5 separate regions of the Mus musculus genome follow, and regions 1, 2, 4 and 5 are each linked to region 3. Evidence: chromatin contacts called from public HiChIP or PLAC-seq and promoter capture Hi-C data. All regions are on one chromosome and are shown on one strand. Each heading gives the region's core, a stretch centred on a gene start, on an enhancer-like site or on the middle of the called end of the contact. The rest is flanking DNA. Distances are from core to core; before and after follow the strand shown.

The links. Promoter capture Hi-C pulls out the DNA fragments that hold promoters and counts their contacts. HiChIP or PLAC-seq counts read pairs in DNA pulled down with a chosen protein or histone mark.
Region 1: a promoter capture Hi-C map of liver shows a contact between it and region 3, with 2.9 times the contacts expected there. The contact joins the promoter of Taf15 here to the promoter of Tada2a in region 3. A contact is called at or near these places in 5 of 39 promoter capture datasets (the 3T3-L1 cell line, hippocampal neurons, liver and 1 more), 1 of 484 Hi-C or Micro-C datasets (embryonic stem cells) and 1 of 115 datasets of contacts at active chromatin or transcription factors (embryonic stem cells).
Region 2: a promoter capture Hi-C map of embryonic stem cells shows a contact between it and region 3, with 4 times the contacts expected there. The contact joins the enhancer-like site here to the promoter of Tada2a in region 3. A contact is called at or near these places in 8 of 39 promoter capture datasets (the 3T3-L1 cell line, the C10 cell line, cranial neural crest and 3 more), 1 of 15 datasets of contacts at CTCF or cohesin (large pre-B cells), 3 of 484 Hi-C or Micro-C datasets (the G1E-ER4 cell line, bone marrow-derived macrophages and embryonic stem cells) and 9 of 115 datasets of contacts at active chromatin or transcription factors (embryonic basal ganglia, embryonic forebrain, embryonic hindbrain and 6 more).
Region 4: an H3K4me3 HiChIP or PLAC-seq map of bone marrow-derived macrophages shows a contact between it and region 3, with 5 times the contacts expected there. The contact joins the promoter of 1700109G15Rik here to the promoter of Tada2a in region 3. A contact is called at or near these places in 6 of 39 promoter capture datasets (embryonic stem cells, frontonasal cranial neural crest, hippocampal neurons and 3 more) and 1 of 115 datasets of contacts at active chromatin or transcription factors (bone marrow-derived macrophages).
Region 5: a promoter capture Hi-C map of embryonic stem cells shows a contact between it and region 3, with 2.3 times the contacts expected there. The contact joins the promoter of Znhit3 here to the promoter of Tada2a in region 3. A contact is called at or near these places in 3 of 39 promoter capture datasets (embryonic stem cells, hippocampal neurons and pre-B cells) and 2 of 115 datasets of contacts at active chromatin or transcription factors (astrocytes and stem cell-derived neural progenitor cells).

The regions. Positions count from the first base shown.
Region 1 is chr11:83,471,698-83,474,397 of GRCm38.p6, reverse strand. Taf15 (TATA-box binding protein associated factor 15) reads right to left here and starts at 1,290. Exons shown (of 16, transcript NM_027427.3): 1 at 1,192-1,290. The coding sequence starts at 1,198.
Region 2 is chr11:84,793,304-84,796,003 of GRCm38.p6, reverse strand. No RefSeq gene overlaps it. Among named protein-coding and RNA genes, the nearest start is that of Mrm1, 25 kb to the left of the region's middle. Within about 2 kb of position 1,318, at least 21 of the 459 cell types and tissues checked have an H3K27ac peak or open chromatin away from gene starts, as enhancers often do.
Region 3 is chr11:84,128,165-84,130,864 of GRCm38.p6, reverse strand. Tada2a (transcriptional adaptor 2A) reads left to right here and starts at 1,297. Exons shown (of 16, transcript NM_172562.3): 1 at 1,297-1,328. It also overlaps a transcript of Acaca not described here.
Region 4 is chr11:84,719,172-84,721,941 of GRCm38.p6, reverse strand. It overlaps 1700109G15Rik (RIKEN cDNA 1700109G15 gene), which reads left to right and starts at 1,510. Exons shown (of 3, transcript NR_046197.1): 1 at 1,510-1,556; 2 at 1,879-2,031.
Region 5 is chr11:84,914,978-84,917,677 of GRCm38.p6, reverse strand. Znhit3 (zinc finger, HIT type 3) reads left to right here and starts at 1,312. Exons shown (of 5, transcript NM_001005223.3): 1 at 1,312-1,422; 2 at 1,548-1,579. The coding sequence starts at 1,337.

The DNA.
Region 1 (2,700 bases), core at 41-2,540, 660 kb after region 3:
GACTGGGAAAACCTTTAGAAAAGGATTGCCAATTAATTAATAAAAGGGCAAATCTTCCAAGCATAGTGGTGCACACCTTTAGTGCCAGCGGTTAGGTGGATCTGTGAGTTTGGGGCCAGCCTGGACTCCATATCGAGTTCCAGTTGAGCCAAGGATACCTCATGAGATCCTTTCTCTCATAAGTAGGTGAAAAACTACCAAAGTCATTATGTCATCTCAGCCATATGGCTTTAGGCAATGTTTTCCTCAGAAGTAAAGAACTCTCGTTCTGGGTCTGTCTTTGCCACCTGTAAGTGTAGCCCAAAGAAAGGACCTTATGTGGTCAACTGGAACTGTTAGAATTCAGAGGACTTTTAAGTTCTGGTTTAACAGGACCCAGACTGCCTGTCCGGAGGGGGGAAAGCCTCACTTCCACACAGCAGTGGCCTCTATAAATACTAATTTGAGGAAGACGCTGTCCTTGGTCTCTAAAGTCTTAAGGGAAATGCCACGAAGACCTAAAAGTGCTCGTCAGTAACTGGCAAGGCTTAATTCTAAGTTCAGGAGATTAACAAGTGGAGGAGGGAGTACAAAGGTGAAGCCCAATAAACAAACACCGCCCCGCAACCCCAATGGTTACAGCAGAGGGAATGACCGTAGCGCGACTTCGGGTAAGGCAAAGTGCTTCGAAAAGGGCTCCCAGAGCGTAAGACTCCCACCTGATGAATGGGTGAGTCAGGAAGGCCCAGCTCCACTTCTCGGATGGGGAAACAGAGGAACGAGGTGGCGAGACGACCGGCCGGAGGCCTCGCTGAGAGATCTGAGTCGGCGCGGAGGACCCGAAGCCCCCAGTCCTCAGGCTGATGCTCAGATCTCGGCTCCCCCCGCCCTTACGATGGCGTAGACGGGCCTCCGCCCCCCCCCCAACTCACACACACCCTCCCCGGGGAGCTGCTCATCTCCCCAGGTTCCAAGGGCAGGATCAAAAGAGCTCCGGGGCGCTCCCGCCGTGATTTGTAGCCAGGGAGCGTTGGGAGCGTGCGTGCCTCCGGTCCAACATGGCGGCGACGCGGCCGCCCCCCTCCCTCCCCCCACCCCAGCCTCCCTCAGGCCGGAGTCTTTCCCTCGCGGCCCTCCGGTGGGCGGGAAGACGGCCAGAACCCACCGGACCCCTTCTCGCCGCTGCCGCTGCTCGCTGACGGAGTCACCTACCCGACATGACTAACAGCCGCGGCGCGGAGCCCCGCCACGGCCCGCGGAGAACAAGGAAAACGAAAAGCCAGGCGGCGCGGCTGCTGGAGCTGCTCTGAGGGCGGCGCGGCGGGCTGAGGCCGACTGCGGGCCCTCGGCAGCCAATCAGCGCGCGGCAGGCGATACCACTGCGCCGAAGCCGGAGGGGTGATTCCACGCCACTCCGTTCCGCCGAGCCTTAGAGTCCTCCCGGATCTCCCCTCCGCGACCGTACCATTATTGAGAGGGAATTGAGAGAGGAAAGTACCAATGCCCTCCTGGGGCTAGGGGAGGAAAGCGAGCCAGCTCGCTCCGCCCCATTCACAACCCCAGTTCTAGTTTTACCGGGTCTGGTAGACTTTGAAGCTATGAAGCGAAAGACGAGGCTCCCCTTTTATAAATAAGAACTTAATGCCTGGGAAAGTCGATTCTTCCTTTAAAATCGGGAATGGTGTGGTCGGCCTCGCTCGGGCTCTTGCTGCAGAACTTGAACCACTTGGGGGCGTCCCGAGTCTGGGCAGCGAGCGGAACGAAAGTCGTGACAAGCTCCATACCTGATCGCCTCCGGGGCTGTTATAACCACCTTGTCCAATAAAAAAATCGAAGTGAGACCAGAACAAAAATGTGACTTCAGTCTAAGTCACGCGCATAACTGGCTCCGGGAATAAGGAGACACGGGAATGGATCTTTCTTAGTCCTCTGTAACAGCTAACTCTTAAATTGTCAGCGCCTTACATCATCTCATTTAATTCGCACAACAGACTGATGAAATAGTTTCCCCCAGTTGCGGATACAGCCGGATAGCCTGAGGCTAACCAAGGGCAAAGGTGGAATTTTGAAGCCTGGTAACCAGACCCTGTTGCTAAGGGGTTTTACCGGAAAGCCGTAGAGTAAGCTCAGTTGGGAAAAGGGCTTGGAAAACTCGAGAATCTGCAAGGACATTTCCCCGAGTGAGTGACACCTGAACGAAGACCTGGGTGATGAGTTATTCAAGTTGAATTGGGCAAAAGATCTGTCCAGACTTGGTGTAGAACAAGTAATTTGATATGTTTGAAGTGTAGCCTCCAGGGGAGAAAAGTTGAACTTGCCAGAAAAGTAGGAGGGTATATAGCTGAGGCCTCTTAGTTTGAACTTTGTCCTGAAGGTGGTGGATCCACCCACTAGAGAACTTCAAAAGGTGGAGATTAGATATGTATTTTCCAGCTGTAGAATGAAGAATAGGTTGGAGTTGCGAGGTGCCTAAAAGTGGGAGAGAGAAGCGAGACTAAGAATTTTGCTCAGTGATCCAAGCCTGGCCTAACATGCTTGAGTCCCTGGGCTCAATTCCCAGCACTGATAATTTTTAAAACCAATTGAGGTAGCATGGCCCAGTACTAGAAAGTGGAATCAGGAGGACCTCTGAATTTGAGGCCAAACTGGTATACATAGTGAGTTCCAGGACACACAGGACTGCAGAGGGCCTTTTTTATTTTTGTCTTAAAACAAAATATT
Region 2 (2,700 bases), core at 69-2,568, 670 kb before region 3:
GGGATGGCCTCAAACTTGAGATTCTCTTTCCGTGGCTTCCCCAATGCTGAGATTACAGGCACACAGCACTCCAAGCCAAGTGAAAAGGTACCTTGATGGAACTTGAAACCTGGGTCCTCTGTATCGGCTGTCCTAAGAAAAACAAATCCTGCTGTGGGCTCAGTGCTGGTCAGGGTTTCCAGAGAGGAAAAGTGGAGCTACAGAGGTCAGGGGTGGGGTGAGGGAATTAAATACCTGCAGAAGATAGAGATGGAGAACCTACTGCAACAGGAACTCTGACAGCTAGACAGTGGTGGCCACCCATGTAAGGGGGAGGGTGCGGTGACTGGGCAAGGAGGCCCGTAGGGACAAAGAAGGATCAGAATGGCAATTACTGGTGTTCTGACCAGTGGCTGACATGTTCCCCAGCTCAGTGGTGGAGTACACAACATCACATCCCTTATCTTCCAAGACTCTCATTACAGCCCCATTTTACAGATGAGAACCATGAGGCTCACAAGCACTGAGTGAGTTTGTCAAAGTCACACCCTGGACATGGAGTCAGGCTTCAAACTCAGATCTGCTTGGCCTTACTGTCTGGTCTCATCGCTCAGTAGACATTGTCAGAATGACTGAGAAACAACACCCATGTTCGTTATTTGAGTCTCTTGTTAAGATAAAGGCTTGCCAAAGGGGGTTGTCAAAATTTGGGCCACTTGGAAATTTATTTTTCTACCAATAAACAAAACAACACACTGTTGGTCAGAGATCAGAAAATTCATCTTAAGCCTTAGTCAGTGGTAAAGTTGGGGCTTTTGTTAGGGATACATTGTGACTGAGAAAATGGGGAAAAGAAATTGATTTATTTTTTTAAAAAAAAGTACATTTATTTATTTGTGTGTATGGGAGGGTGGGACACATACACAACACACTAATTGCCTTTATTTATTTATTTATTTATTTATTTATTTATTTATTTATGTGTGGAGGTCAGAGGTCAACTCCTGCAAGTCGGTTCTCTTCTTTCACCATCTCAGTTCCAGGAACGAGACTCAGGTCACCAGGCTTGGTGACAAGTGCCTTTCCACACTGAGTCGTTTCACCCACTCCAGAACAAAGCTTTTCAATGGAAAGGGTTGCTCACTGCATCTTGGGGGCTCCGTGACTGAAGGAGCACTATCATCTTAATGTCATGCGAGAGGTCTACATTAGGGTCCTTTGTAAAGATGTGTCCCAGGCTAGTAGTCCTTCCTCTTCCGCCCTTCCGCCCTGAGTAGCATCCCACTCACGGAGACAATGTGCAGGCTGGGTTCTGAGCTGGAGCTGCCTGCCAGGTGCACTAGGTGGCGCTCTGATACTGGTCAATGCTCAGATGCGCCGCGGTCAGTGGGCAGGGTGGGCACAGCTTAGGAGGAAGGCGGTCTCACTGGGCCTGAAACCCAGGGCTAGAACTACGCCAAGGGTACCTGGACATAGATGCCAAGCTCGGGACCGGGGGCTGGGCATCACTGATCCACGACTTGTGAAGCCCAGTGTTTTTAGGTCTTAAACAGCAGCAGTGGGAAGGACACAGAAATCAGCGGGAGAGGAGGGGAGAGGGAAAAGGATGGAGGAGAAAGGGAAGGAGCGAGAAGAGGGTGGGTGGGGGGAACGAAGAGGGTCTACATTTGTGGAGCTAGGCTAAGCAGCTTATCTGGTGTGGAGACGCTATCCTCTTCCTGATTGCTGTGAACCCAGGGTGTCTTGTTGGTCTTGTCCTGAGAGACTTGGGCTGTGTGTGCCTGAGGAAGTCTGAGGGAATGAGGGGAAGGTCCAACCTTGCTCCAGGGGCAAGACACAGACATGGGCCTCAGAGGTCTGGGAGGTTTTGTCCTATTTAGCTGTCTTAGCCATGTGTCCTTGGGTGATCCACTGAGACATGTGTTTTTTTTTTTTTTTGTCTTTGGTGTTTGGGGATCTTAACAGTCGGCTTCAGAGTTTGGAGGAGACTTAAATAGGATTATTCACACAAAGCCACCCTCAGGAGCCTGTGACCCTGTTCTCTATTTTGCATCCCTTCCTGCCTGCAGGTCCCCCAAAACACTGTTGTAACTGATGTAACTGTGTAACTGATGGAGTGGGGGGTTGGGGATGGAGGGTGTGGAAGCTTCCATGGCTCTCAGCAATCTCCAAAGCCTGCTCACACTGTGGGGTCCAACCTCCTGAGTATCTTGCATTAGAATTTAGCATTTCCCTCCTTGGAAATTGTGCTGGCTTTTTTTTTTTTTGTCAACTCAGCACAAACTATAGTCACCTGAAAAGTGACTATAATTCACATAAAGAATTGCCCACAGGCAAGTCTTTGGGGACATTTTCTTGGAGGGTTAATGATTGATGGGGGAGGTCCCAGCCCATGTGTGGTGTCAACCCTGGCAGATAGTCCTGGGTTGTAGAAGAAAGCAAGATGAGCAAGCCAGTAAGCAGTGTTCCTCCATGGCCTCTGCTTCAGTTCCTGCCTTCAGGTTCCTGCCCTGCGTTCCTGACCTGGTGTGTAAACCAAACAAACCCCTCCCTCCCCAAGTGGCTTTTGGTCAGAATGTTTCATCTGAGCAGCAAGGGAGGACAGAAATGAAGGGTTTGCAGCCATGTCTGGCCACACAGTGTCTGCCCTTCACCCTTGTAGGTCTCTCTGTAACTGTCAGGGCTCAGTGGACCCAGAGAGAAAACCTGAACCCCAGCAAC
Region 3 (2,700 bases), core at 48-2,547:
TATAAAATACACAAACCTTATGTGCAAGAGCATATACTTCGCTCACTACCAAATTCTCAGCACCCAGGGAAGTGGCTGTTCGTTGTGCTTTTGTGAAATGAATGGATTTGGAGAGTCAGTAAATGTGAAGTACTCTATAGCATCAACTGTTTATTTAACGTGGTGGGGATGACTTTCACATGTGAATTTTTAATGTTTTTTCTTTACTACTCTTTTTTTTTTTGAGACAGATCTCTTACTCTGTAGCCCAGATTGATCTCAATCTCAAAGCAATTGTCCTGCACTCTCCAAGTGTTGAGATCACAGATGTGAGCCACTAATTGCACCCAGCTGCAGATTTTATTTTTATTTTAACAATAGACTTATATTACCTGTGTACCAAAAAACAAATCAAGATGCCACACGGGCAGATATCGTATAAATGAATTCCAACAGAAATTGGGCAAATCTATGAAACAGATTTTTAAATAGATATACAGCATAATAGTTAAGATCAAGCCATGGGTTGGAATAGAGCTCTTCCCCAACACTTGGTAGCACTGTGATCCTAAGTTATATATTTCAATGCTGGACCATGAGGACAGTAACAGTGCCTCCCTCAGAAAGTTGTTTTAGACGAACCCTTATGTGTAACCCGCTTTGTACAATGCCTGGCATGCAGTATTGAAGGACTCCACAAATGGAAGCTCTTATAAGAATCTATACTATTAGTAATAAGAGATGTTGGGACATACCTAGCCCTCAAGAGTGACATCAGAGTGGACCACCACATCATCACTGCGTTTCCATGTGGGCCTCTGAAGCCCAGGCAGGGGATGGGTCTTTCCAGAGAAGGCAATTTCGACGTCCCAGAAGCATCAGAATAAAAAGGACCCTCTTCACCCCTCAAGTCATTCAGTCCGGGTAATCCATGAGTGGCATGATGCGCCCGGGGCTCGTCATCCTCCAGTCCAGAGCCTGGGCAGCCTCAGTTTCTTTGCTTGCAAAAGAATTGGAATGGGACTGTTAAGAAAAAAATCTAGACTGAAACAGCGGAAGCCGCCTTAGCACATGCCACCGGGCCGCTTGTGGCGACGGAGAAAGTGACAGCAGGTCAGACTTCAGAGCCCACCGACTAGCAGCCAGGTACCACGCTCCCCATCCCGGGGCGGCGCCACCGGGACCCGCCCGCTGCCAGACTGGAGGAGGCGGGACCGCCTCGGCGTGCTCGCGGCACGGGACCGCGCACGTGAGTCGAGGCCGCGCACGCAGGCCGCGGCGCGCACGCAGAGTCTGCACAGCGCGCGCAGCGGCGGGCTCTTCGGCGCCGAGGTGCGGGACGTGGCGAGGTGAGGCGCGGGGCCGAGCGGCGGGAGCGAGGGCACGCGGGGTCACGAGGTGCCGGCTGGCGCGGCGGGGCCACGCGGCGGGGGAGGTTGGCGCGGCCGGGCGAGTCCCGAGCCCCTCCCCCCGGCGGCTGGCGGTGCCGCAGCTCCGTATTCCCGGCTGGGCGGTGGAGCACGGCCCCGGCCCACCTGACCCGCCGAACCCCCACGTGGGTCTCCGCGCCCCAGTGTTTAGCACTGTTTTGCGGTCGAGGCCCGGCTACAGTGACCTGCCCAAGACCGTGCAGCTCTAAGGATGTTAACTGCACAACTGCCAAGCCCGCGGCTCCCCTGTGCTCATGGGATCCTGCCCCTCCATGCCTTCCCTGATCCCTCTTGTAATTAATTTAAATGTAGCCCATCTCTCAAGGATGTTAGTGTCACTGCGTGGTCTTCTAAGGAAGGAGAGGAAGGAGGATTTTGCTTTCTGCAGCATTGTGCTTTGCAATGTGAAGTGTTTGTCAGAACGTACTGTAGAATCTTTGCCACTGTAAAGGTCTTGATAGAGCCCTGCTGTTCACCAGGCTGTAAAAACATTGTGCAAATACCCCAATCTTTAGCGCTTCATTTTCTTGGGGAAAACAGCCTATGTCAGGAGATTGTTAGGATTCCAAGATATAGTCCCCGTACTAAGATTACATTTAGTACCTGACATATGCCTTTGTTAATTTTTTTTTTAATTAATTTTTTTTTTTAGTCAGCCTCATGTATCTTGGGCTAACCTTGAACTTAATGTAGCCAAGAGTTTCCATGAACTGATCGTACTGTCTGTACCTCTGGAGTACTGGGTTTGTTTGCTCAATGGATGCTGGAGTGTGAATATAAAGCATCCTTGCTAAAACACCCTACAACTGAACTACTGAGCCACAACGTTCTTCAAAGATCATTTTTCTTGGAAATAGAGTAAAAACTCACCCCTACCCAAAATAGCCTAAAGTTTGACCCTCAGCCTTCTTATCTAAGCATTGCATATACTTTGTATGTCAGTCCCCAAGCTAAAAATGTCAACGTGAAAAACCTATTTTGGTTGGAGAGATGGCTCAGCGGTTAAGAGCACTGGCTGCGCTTCCAGAGGTTCCGAGTTCAAATCCCAGCAACCACACGGTGGCTCACAGCCATCTGTAATGGGATCTGATGCCTTCTGGTGGGTCTAAGGACAGCTACAATGTACTCATATAAATAAAATAAATAAATCTTTAAAAACAAAAGGGGGGGGGGCTGGAGAGATGGCTCAGAGGTTAAGACCACTGACTGCTCTTCAGAAGGTCCTGAGTTCAATTCCCAGCAACCACGTGGTGGCTCACGACCATCCGTAGCAAGCGCCCTCTTCTGGAGT
Region 4 (2,770 bases), core at 261-2,760, 590 kb before region 3:
GGGGATTGAACCCAGGGCCCTATAGAAGCGTTCTACCACCAAGTACACCAAGACAGGACAAGGGTTATCCCGGCTGAACCAGGAGCCCAGCACAAGTTCAGGGCCTCAGTTCTGCCCAGGACTACCGTGTAATGTCCCCCCTTTTCTTTTATTTGACAAAGTTAAGTGTGTGTGTTTGGGAAGGGGGAAATCTGAGGCCTTGCACACCCGTGCACTTTGTTCATAGATGATACGGAGTGCGCACACACACACACACACACACACACATGCGCACGCGCACGCACACACACACTTTCATGCTGCTCCAAGGAGAACAATGACCAGCTTGTGTTCAAGAATAAGACAGGTCTGGCCTCATGTCCTTGGTTTGCTATTTCCTGCTCTGTGACCTTAGGAGCGTTTCTTCCCTGCTTTCAGACTCAGTTTCCCCATCTGTGAATTAAGGCTAATTACATGGGGGAAAGAAACAAATAAGATTATAAAGGATAAAAATGTGGTACATGTAAGATTCTTAGGGCAGTATCTGACAAGCATGGGTAGGTTAGACAGCAAGACTCAGTGGGCATTTTCCATTGCCATCTCTGTTACGCCAGCAGGGGGAGGCCCATCCAGGAGTCAACTCTATTGAACAACTCTACTGGAGTCTGGTGTTCCCACATGCTGCCTTGTTTGATCTTGTCAATGTCCTTATGAGGTTCATAAGTACTATCAGACTATCAGACTAGTAAGGAAGCTAAGGCTCAGAGGTTTCAGTGGATGATGTCCCAGCCTGAGATCAGCTGGGAAGAAAGAGCCAAGGTTTGGATATTGGGATTCATGACACTCAAGAGCTCTTCTCCTCCTCTTCTACTTCTACTTCTTTTTTTTTTCTTTTCAAAAAATTTTTTTTATTGATTTATTATATGTTAGTACACTGTAGCTGTCTTCAGACACCCCAGAAAAGGGCATCGGATCCCATTACAGATGGTTGTGAGCCACCATGTGGTTGCTGGGATTTGAACTCAGGACCTTTGGAAGAACAGTCAGTGCTCTTAACTGCTAAGCCATCTCTCTAGCCCTCTCCTCCTTCTCCTCCTCCTCCTCCTCCTCCTCCTCCTCCTCCTCCACCTCCTCCTCCTCCTCCTCCTCCTTTCTTCTCCTCCTCCTCTTCTTCCTCCTCCTCCTTCCTCTTCTTCTTCCTCTCTCTTTCTTTTTCTTTTTTGGACAGAGTCTCATGTATTCCAGGTTAGCCTCAAACTTCATATGTTTCTGAGGACACTCATGATCTTCTGGTTCTTCTGCCTCCACCTTCTGAGTGCTGAGATTATAAATGTGCACTACCACATCTGGTTTATATGGTGCATTCTGGGGATCAAACTCAGGGCTTTGTGTATGGTAAGCAAGCATTCTACAAACTGTGATGCAATATGGCAGAACTCTGAGCAATTACTCTGTTCTGGGCCCTGGGGAGGGACTCTCATTGGTCACAGAGGGTATTGTCATCGCCTTTGAGAAAGGTGGAGCCCACTTAGGGGAGACCAGATACTTCAGAGGGTTCAGAGTGGTTATAGGAGAAGGTACCAGTACCAACTTGAGCAACATTAGCCCCTACTTCCTTCCTCCCTCTCTTCCTCCCTCTCTTCCTTCCCGTTGGATGCTCTTGCTATTTACACATCAGCTCTTGTTCTGTTCTGTTTTGTTTTGTTTTGCTTTGTTTTTCTAGACTGAGTTTCTCTGCGTAGCCTTTGCTGTCCCAGAACTAGTTCTGAAGAACAGGCTGGTCTCAAACTCTGAGATCTGCCTGCCTCTGCCTCCTAAGTGCTGAGATTAAAGGTGTGCAGCACCACCAACTGGCTATGTGTCCACTCTTTTACATGCATTATTTATTATTTTGCACAGCTGTTAACAAGAGTATTTATGTGTGGAGTTGCTGATTGTAATCACAGTAAAAGGAGAAGTGACATTTGAAGGCCTACTGTGTACTGAACTCGGAACAAAGGGAGTTCTGAGTAACTATATAACTTCAGCACATCTTCTCAGCAACCTGATGAGGTATGTAAAGTTGTTGTTAGCTCTGTATTATAGATGGGGGAACTGAAGTTTGGAACAGTTAAGTAATTTGCTCCAAGTTACACAGTGTCTTAGTTAGGGTTTCATTGCTGTGAAGAGGCACCATGACCAAGGCAACTCTTATAAAGGAAAAAAAAAAACATTTAATTGGGGCTGGCTTACAGATTCAGAGGTTCAGTTCATTATCATCCTGGTGGGAGCATGGAGGCACCCTGGCAGACATGGTGCTGGAGAAGGAGCTGAGAGTTCTACATCTGGATCAGAAGGTAGCCGGAAGAGACTGAGACATACTTCCTCCAACAAAGCCACACCCACTCCAACAAGAAGACACCTCCTAATAGTGACACTTCTTATGAGCTTATGGGGGCCAGTTTTCCCCCCAAAACCACCACACACAGTAAACACTAGAGCCTCCTCTTAGTTTGAATTCTTTTTTATTTTAGTTTTTTTTTCTTTCTTTTTTATTAACCTGTGTGTGTGTGTGTGTGCGCACACACACACAGTTCACATGTGGAGGTCAAAGGGCGACTTGTAGGAGTCTGTTCTTTCCTTCCACCATGTGGGCTCTGGGTCATCAGGTCATCAGGCTTGGTGGCAAGTGCCATTACCCGCTGAGCCCTGAGTTAAACTCTTAATAGTGAAGGATCACAGGACAAATCCCCTGCCACCTCCCTCCACTCCCGTCACTCTCTTCGCCAGTCAGAGATCTATGAAGTAAAAA
Region 5 (2,700 bases), core at 63-2,562, 790 kb before region 3:
GGGCTCAGGTAGCAACCAAGCCCTCTAAGACACTCAAAGAGTGGGAGTCAGGGCTCCAGGCACTGCCTAGTTTGCAGCAGCTCCATCTCAGCAGGCACAGATGCTCATGCGCACACTTATTAACAGGGACCCTAGAGCAGGGCTGGTGGAAACAGAGGCAGGCCGGCTCTGTGAGTTCAAGCTCAGCCTGGTATACAGCATGAGTTCCAGGACAGCCAGGGTTACACAAAGAAACCCTGTCTTAAAAACAAAAACAAAAACAAAAACAAACAAACAAATCAACAAAGGACCCTAGAGCCTGAATGGGCCACATAGATGAGGAGGAGGCATTTGGGAGAGGAACATGATTTAAGGTCCTGGAAGCTGGAGTTTAGGTTAGACCAAATTCAGAGCTTCAGAGAGGAGCAAGTTTCTTAAAGAAAACAGGATTCCAAGTAGGGCCTGGTGACACACCCTGCAACAGGGTCTCAGACCTTAACACAACTGACTCCACGATTTTGTCTATAACTAAAGTCTATAGTAGCCTTCAAGGTTAGTCATAGCCCATCTATTCTGACTCATTAGCCTGGATTCCTTTAGCCTAGCCACTGATCTGCTCTGCAGTCAGTCAACTCCACCATGGCTTGTAGTGGCATGAAGCACAAGAAAACCTACAGGCTCATTTTCAGAGTCGTGCAAATGCACGGCTTGACACTAAAATTCCAGTCTCTTCCTTAGTCCTTTCCCCATTCTGTTTTCACTTCAAGCCTTGTGCTCCTAGGGAAGAGACCGTCTTCCAATCATCCCCAGTGTCTGGACATTGTAGAACTCACAGTCGGGGTTCAACAAGCATTTGTCAGCAGCTCAGCCTCAAATGTCTTTTGGGCTGGGAGAAGTGGCTTAGCAGTAAGGACCGCTAGATGCTGTTACAGAGTTTGAGTCTTAACATTCACAGTAGGAAGTTCAAACCCGCCTATCTCTAGCTCCATTGGATCTGATATCTTTTTCTGGTCTCTCTTGGGGCAGGGACATCATTTACCCCGGCACAGGCGCACACGTATACAGTTTTTTTTTTTTTTTAATGTCTTTGATTAGGCATGGTGGTGCACACTTGTGATGTCAGTGTCAGGGATGCAGAGGCAGAAAAATCCTGAGTTCCGTGGCCTGATCTAATCAGAGGAAAAAAATCCTTGACGCAGCAGCTCTAAATGCACATCTACTGTATCGACACTCTACAGGTGAGGCCTAGAATAGAGAACAGGATCAATCCATTGCTTCTGACTGCCAATGAGTGCGGAGCGCTGTGATTGGCCCTTGTTTAGGTAAAAGAGTGAGCGCGGGTGTCTTCTGGGAAGTCATGGCGTCGCTGAATTGTAGGACTGCGGTCTGTGTGGTCTGTTTGGAGAAGCCGAAATACCGTTGCCCGACTTGCCGCGTGCCCTAGTGAGCCAGAGCGGGTAGTGGGTTCGGAGGGAGGCCGGGCTGCGGGCGGCGGCTGCGGGCAAGGGGTACGTGCTGCGGCCGCTCGTGCTGATCGTGCTGACCTGAGCCTGTCTGTCTCATTACAGCTGTTCGGTCCCCTGTTTTCAGAAGCACAAAGGTAAGACCCCGGGACACCGTCGCAGCCCTTGCTCCTTCTTTGTACCGTACAGGCCCCATGCCCCCAGGAACCCGAAGCGGGAGGATTCCCGCCAGTTCAAAGCCAGCCTGACTACAGACTGAGACCCTGTCTCAAATAATCCAAAGCAAGTCAGCTGCTTTCTTGGGAAAAGTCTTAGCTATTTATTCATCTTGACATTCTAGTGTAGCCCCTCACTATCGCAGAAACTGCCTTGGCTGAGGTCAATTAGCCAGCAATGGTTGTCTTTAAAATATGGTTGTTTATTATTTACAATAGGAGAAATTTTCTTTTTCTGTGTGTGGTATTTTGAGACAGGTTCTCCTCCTCCTCCTCTTTTTTTTTTTTTCCGAGGCAGGGTTTCTCTATGTAGCTCTGGCTGTCCTGGGACTCACTCTGTAGACCAGGCTGGCCTCGAACTCAGAAATCCGCCTGCCTCTGCCTCCCGAGTGCTGGGATTAAAGGCGTGAGCCACCACGCCCGGCTGGTTCTTTTTCTTCTTTCATTTTCCTTCTTTCTTTGTTTGCTTTTCAATAAAGGGTTTCTGGCTGCCTTCGAACTCGCTCTGTAGACCGGGCTGGCTTCAAATTCATAGCGATCTGCCTGCCTCTTGCCTCCCAAGTGCTGTTTTATTTTGTGCTGAGAAAGAGTATCTCAGATTCACTATATATTCCTTTTTTTGTTTTGTTTTTGTTTTTGTTTGTTTTTCGAGACAGGGTTTCTCTGTGTAGCCCTGGCTGTCCTGGAACTCACTTTGTAGACCAGGCTGGCCTCGAACTCAGAGATCTGCCTGCCTCTGCCTCGCGAGTGCTGGGATTAAAGGCGTACACCACCACGCCTGGCTGAACTATATATTCTATACTCCTCCCAGACTCACAATCCCCATGCCTTAGTTTCCTAATGCTGGGATTAAAGGCACAAGCCACCACGGCCCAGCTGAGACTGGCTCTTTTTTTTTTTTTTTTATGTAGTTCAGGCTGGCCTATCTATCATGATCATGCTTTGTCATCCTCAAATGCTAGGATTATAGGAGCCACCAGAACTGGTTAAAATAAGTTCCTGACCTATTGAGAATGGAGCTGGAGCGATGGCTCGGCTGTTAA